Regions from separate parts of the Podarcis muralis genome. Here region 1 is linked to region 2. A link is a contact called in public Hi-C data. All regions are on one chromosome and are shown on one strand. Each heading gives the region's core, a stretch centred on a gene start, on an enhancer-like site or on the middle of the called end of the contact. The rest is flanking DNA. Distances are from core to core; before and after follow the strand shown. Region 1 holds the start of BTF3 (basic transcription factor 3). Region 2 holds the start of TMEM174 (transmembrane protein 174).

Region 1 (2,886 bases), core at 119-2,618, 160 kb after region 2:
TGCAGGGAGCTCTTTTTCCATAGGGAAATATTTAAAAAGTGTGCCTGTGGACTGAACTTTGATTTTACCTTTAGCTCTAAGAGTTCTGACAATTGCTTTGATTAAAGCTCCTGATGATGATGCCAACAATCATTTTCATTTATTGCAACTTAGGTCTGTGTGGTGTGAATCAGTCTACCACAGGAATGGAATTCTAACTCAAGGTGGTGATATATGAGACACCAAAGACATTACAACTATCCAAGGCACCTCAGATGCCACAGGACTCAGGTTCAAATCCCCACTAGGCTATGAAGCTGAGTGAGCAATACAGGACGAGTCGTTCTGCCTCAGCCTAGCCTAACCCACCCTCACAGGATTGCTGTGAGGGTTAAATGGGCAGGGTAGGAACCATATGCAATGCCAGGCCTATTTTCCAAGAAAAAGAGGTGCTGCCGGAACCCTTGTGCTCTTATAATGGGCAATGGTGCCCACCTGAGTGGTGCTGTAACTGAGTTCCAGTGAGTTCTGGCTGAAAAAAATGCCTGTGCAAATGCCTTGTGTTTCCTGGAGGATAAACGAATGTATTAATTCTGGAGCATTCTGAACCCTGCTGTAGTAAAGGCATTAAACTATATAGATATATAAAACAGAAAAGTAGACAAAGTTAATTATGTAAATACTTCAATTGCGCTCTATTAACACAGAAACCTCTCAATAAGAACTAGATGGCCTTCACCATAAATAGGTAGGCTAGGTGACCAGTTTCCCTGGTTTTCCTAGTAGTAGTAGTAGTAATTTGTTTATTTATTAAATTTATATGCCACCCTATACTGTACCTACAGGTCTCAGGGCAGTCCACAGGATAAAAATCACAAAATACTTAATAAAAACCAACCAACCAAGAACAACTCAATCATGCTCCTCTGCAAATAATCAGAGGGGAAACAGAATTTAAAACACACATACAAAATATCTGCAATGAAACATATACTGCAAAAATAAGCACCCATCAGATATCGTCAAGGAATCTTTGAAAAGATAAATTTAACTGTTTTTCAAATCCAAAGATTGCAACCATTCATAGAAGCTCTTTGATCCAATCTGTTTAACACCACGATATGCCACGACCAGTCGCTGTTTTGCTGGGCGGCGTGGCAATCCACGGCCAAGCTGAGCCACGACCAGGACCTTCGCTTCCTTCTGGCCCCCGGGAACCACGCGCCACACCGCCCTGCCTGCCTGCTCCCTCCTGAAGGCGAGGAGCGCTAACTACGCTCGCGCACGCGCGCTAAAGCTCAGACTCCGGAGGATGCGCATCGAACGTTGGGGGTTGTTCGTGCGCGAGCGCGTAAGGACGTCTTGCTTTCGTCACGACGGCGCCGCCGCCGCCGCCTCCTGTTTTCCTTTCCGGCGGCCATCTTCGTCCCTTTCCGCGTGCGCGCGTCAAGCTCCGCGCTTTCCCGGCCGCAGCCCTTCAGCTCCTCGCCCTGCCCAGCTCGGGCCGCTTCCTTCTGAGAAGGTACAAAGGAAGAGGCACCCGAGGGAGGTGGGGGAAGGGAGATAGGCAGGCCTGGAGGCGGCGAAGGGGGGAGCAGCGGCCGCAGGTGCGCCTGGTAGGAGCCCTCTGAGGCCTTGGAGCCGGGAAGAAGCCGCGGGCCCTGGGTTCTGCGTGCGCCCGTCTCTCTCCAGGCCTCCGGGGGGTGTGTCTTGGGTCCCCTTTCGGCCTAGCGGCTCCTCTGGCTTGAAGGCCGTTCCTCGTGGTGGCGCAGGCTGCCTTCCTCACTTCAGAAAGCTCCTCACGGCCGGAGCCCGGCCGAGGGTGAGGCGAGGCCTCTCTTCCCTCGCCTGGGCCCAAGAGGGCGAGGAGGCTTTGGGGGCGCCGCCCGCCACCCGGGCTCATCGGGCCCTCTCTGCCCTCTTTGCTTGGGTGTCGCCCGCCTAATCGCCTCACGTCTCTTCTCTTCTTCTCTTAGATGAAAGAAACTATCATGAATCAAGAAAAACTAGCTAAGCTGCAAGCTCAAGTGCGCATCGGTGGGAAGGTAAGGTGGCCTCCCTTCATCTTCGCTGCGTCTCCAAAATTCGTTTTTCCTTTCACCTTGGCTGCGGCTGCTGCATTTTACAGTACTTGTACAGGCCTTTATTATTATTATTATTATTGTCTAGCAACGCTGCATTTATGTTTTTACAGTTTTTCTGTAGCCTGTATTTTGAAGAAGACAATTAGGATTTTGTTGTTGTTTGGAGGGGAAGAGGAGGTTATACCTGAATTTAGGCGTACGTAATATAGTTGCATCCCACCCCAATCTCCTAGAGATTTCAGGGGTTCCAGGCACTTACTGAGGGTCTGTTTTTTCTTTTGGAACTGGGGCGCAGAGCGGAGACTGTGGCATCTTTATGATATATGGTTTTTTTACACATGTATACAGACTGACTGACACCCTATGATGAAGAGGTTAACAGCATCAGCAATCCAAAGGAGTCATGTTTCTCCCATAGCTTCACCTTGGAGTTAAAACAGTCATCAGACATTGCTCTCTGACTCTCTCTAGCTAGCTAGCTGCTTTTTCCTGTAGGTCACATCTCTGCAAACTCGCAACTCAAGCTTTGCCCTTCTAACTATCTGAGTTGACAGTGGGGCCCCACCCATTTGTTGTCTCACACGGAGCCTCATTTCCTTTGTTCTCTTAATGACACATCACTCAGGTGCTTGCCTCAACACAGGAAGCTAACCTGGTTTATATTTCAGCACTTGCTGGATCTAGGGTTTAGAGAAGGATCTCACATACAGGAACTCAGCTACTTCCCTCCACCCCAAACTCATAACACTGTTGATGAATTAATGTAGAGTAATGGCTAGCATGCAGGACTTGAGCCAGAGAGACATATATTAATTTTTTACAC
Region 2 (2,948 bases), core at 440-2,939:
CTTTTGGCACGCTTCATAAAGGGCTCGGCCACACAGTCTGAGAAGACTCTTCCAAGGTCACCTTTGCATGCTGCAAGAGAAGAAATAGCCATTCAGAAAGATGTGCAAATCTGATAGGAATCCGGTTAGGGCAGATATAGCTTTTCACCTGCTACTGCCAGGGAAGCCTGCAGAAAGGCCCCTTCAAGCCTGAAGCCAACCCTGAATAAAAGGCAGTGTCTCTTGCAGGGCAGTAGATGCTCTGAGTGGGTGCTGTAGTGTTGCCAATTGTGTTGTCTTCGTCTCGCCACCCTAGTTTGCTTAGACCAGTGTCTAGCCCTTGGATTCCATGCCAGACCTAGGTCTTGCAAAGATTCAGTGGCCTTGGCTGATGCAAGGGAAAGAGCAGGGAAATTATCTAGGCTCCACTTTGCAGCCTCTAAATGTTTTCAGCATTAGGGCACTTAAAACCACTTAAATCCTGTAGTCAGGGTGGTACTGTGATGTGTTGAGTAGGTTTAAAATGGTAAACTTGGCATAGGTTCAGATAATCTATTTCTTTATTTTTATTTTTTTAAAAGCCCAAATCTGGATTGCCTTTTCAAGCTTTTTGTTTTAAAATGTAAAGTGCAGGTGTTGGCAGAGCAGGAAGTGAGGCCGGTGTCCACATTCCTGGCTTTGTTTGTTTTCCTTGTGGTTTCTGATCTTCCATATCTTTTTCTCTGTGAGGCTTCAGATTTCTTAGTTGTAATCTATGCTTACCTTGGGATAAGGTCTGTTGAGCACAGCTTGACTTTCTTCTGAACAGGTTACACTTGTGCTTATCTGGGAAGCTGGTGGGTATCTGGGGAGCAATACATACCGGTTATCACAGTGGTGGTTCTTGCCCATTGTCACTGGTAGGGCAGAAGGCAGAGAGCCCAACAGTAGGTGGTGCCAGAGCCAATGACAGGCAGAGCCAACTAATTCTACTTCTGTCCTCTTCTTCCCTGCTGAGTTATACAAGGGTAGCTGAAGAGAAGGGGGAAGCTTCTATTGGCAGGACTATCTCCTAGACTGATTGTAAGTATAAAGGCAGGCAGGTGCAGGCTGACTCAGGGTAGACTGCGGTTGGTGGGGCAGTGCCCCTTTTTCCCTAATGGGAACGTCAGCTGGTGCAGAATGTGGTAACCAGATTGCTGATAGGGGGACATCAGGCTGACAATATGTGAAACCATCTCCACCGGCTGCCCATCTACTACCCAGCCAGGTTCAAGGTCCTTGTCGTCATTTACAAAGCCCTGAACAACTTAAGGCTCAGGATACTCCAGGGACTGACTGAACCCTTATATCTCAGCTTGATTACTGAGATCATCTGCAGGAACATCGTTGTTCATTCCCCAAATTGGCAAAGCTCCTTTGACAAGAAACTGAGCCTTTAGTGTCATTGGCCCAGTATTGTGGAATACTCTGCCAACACAGATTCAGCATGTGCTGTCTGTTTCTGAAAACCTTTCAACTCTGTCAGGCTTATGTAGGGCAAATAAGAGCACATCTTTCCACAAGAGCTAGCGGTTTCTGATTTTGACTTTTTAAATGTGTTTTTTGTTGTAAGGTTTTGTTGTGCAATTATGAACTGCTCTGCTATAATTTATAAATAGTGGTATGTATACATATATTTATAAATAACTAAACAGCTTCCATTACTAGCGCCCATGAGATGATTTAAGTCCAGAGTCTAATGTTACCCAACTGCGCTATTGTGAACAGAGTTCTTGTATAACTAGTGCAAACTTTCCACTTGGTATGTCCTACCAAGGACATCCTCTTTCCTAGGCATTCCAGGACAGGTTTGCACAGTAATGGAATGGAGCGCTGTTCAAGATGCCTTCCCCTGCGTGTTTTCCTTCACTCCTTGTTAACTGAGCAGTTCTCATGGTGTCTGATGACCACAAAGATGACCACACTACATTTCTCTGGTGCGTTTTTGGGGCTAGTAGGAATTACATTCACCGTGATGTGATGGGCAAAATATGAAAGGGTCACTTGCTTCAAATGATCAGTTGCTCGGGCCTATTGTCCTTTCAGTAGGCGTGACATTTTTGCTGATTGCTGTGTGCATGTTTAAAATGATTGCTTGCAAATCATGCAGCCCAAATGAAGGAACAGCATCTGACACAGGCCAGACTCCTATTGGACAATCTGTTGTTTTCACTAGGATTAGCCAGGCTATAAATTTCCACGGTGCTACAGTGGTGCAGTACATCCCTCCTTATTCAGCCCAGGAAGGTATTGGCATGAATTTTCATCAAGTATTGAGTCATCCTGGAATTCCTCCATTCTCCAGGCCACTAATTCCCGCTTTGAGCCCTCCTTGTTACTATAATGTCAACCCCCTGAAACTGCTTTTTCTGCAGATGAGAATTACTCTGCTTATCTTCCTGCAGACACCAGAATCGGACGGTAAGTTACTATGTGTACACTGCATTTCGGTTGCAAGGTCTTTTACATGCACTGGTTAGTGGCGTTAATGAAGCATTGGCGTAGTCTTTGCTCAGACAGAATTTCAATTACTGACTTGAAACAAGAGCATTGCCTGAAGCAGCAGCCATAACTGGTTCACAGATATTGCCGTTCCAATTAATTAATGATGCGGCATTCATGGAGCATTTTAATCTTCTATGTGTTGTTATTTTTCTCTGCTAAATACAATCCCCCCCTTTTTTTTAAAAAAAGTATCTGTTACCTCCGACACAGAATTATTTTCATTTTGTCAAAGTAGCATTAGGAGTGGATTAATAGAGATAGAACTCCAGATTTCTACCCCAGAATCTATTTTTCATGCCAGAAACCTTTAATAGTATGGGGAAAAGGTGTTTCTGAGCATATTCAGAATGTGCTTTCCTCAACACTGAACAAGCATATCCCCTCTCCTTCCTATGGTCCTGAAAATTAGTTTAGAAGAGCAGATCTGCACTACATGCCCTTAT

Evidence for each region. A called contact is a pair of places that touch in the nucleus more often than the background predicts.
Region 1: a Hi-C map of tail shows a contact between it and region 2, with 4 times the contacts expected there. The contact joins the promoter of BTF3 here to the promoter of TMEM174 in region 2. A contact is called at or near these places in 2 of 3 Hi-C or Micro-C datasets (blood and tail).

Annotation. Positions count from the first base shown.
Region 1 is chr11:36,938,389-36,941,274 of rPodMur119.hap1.1, forward strand. BTF3 (basic transcription factor 3) reads left to right here and starts at 1,369. Exons shown (of 6, transcript XM_028749573.2): 1 at 1,369-1,501; 2 at 1,956-2,024. The coding sequence starts at 1,956. ANKRA2 (ankyrin repeat family A member 2) reads right to left here. Exons shown (of 9, transcript XM_028749570.2): 9 at 1,410-2,886.
Region 2 is chr11:36,775,323-36,778,270 of rPodMur119.hap1.1, forward strand. TMEM174 (transmembrane protein 174) reads left to right here and starts at 1,690. Exons shown (of 4, transcript XM_077936284.1): 1 at 1,690-2,013; 2 at 2,015-2,355; 3 at 2,358-2,421. The coding sequence starts at 1,826.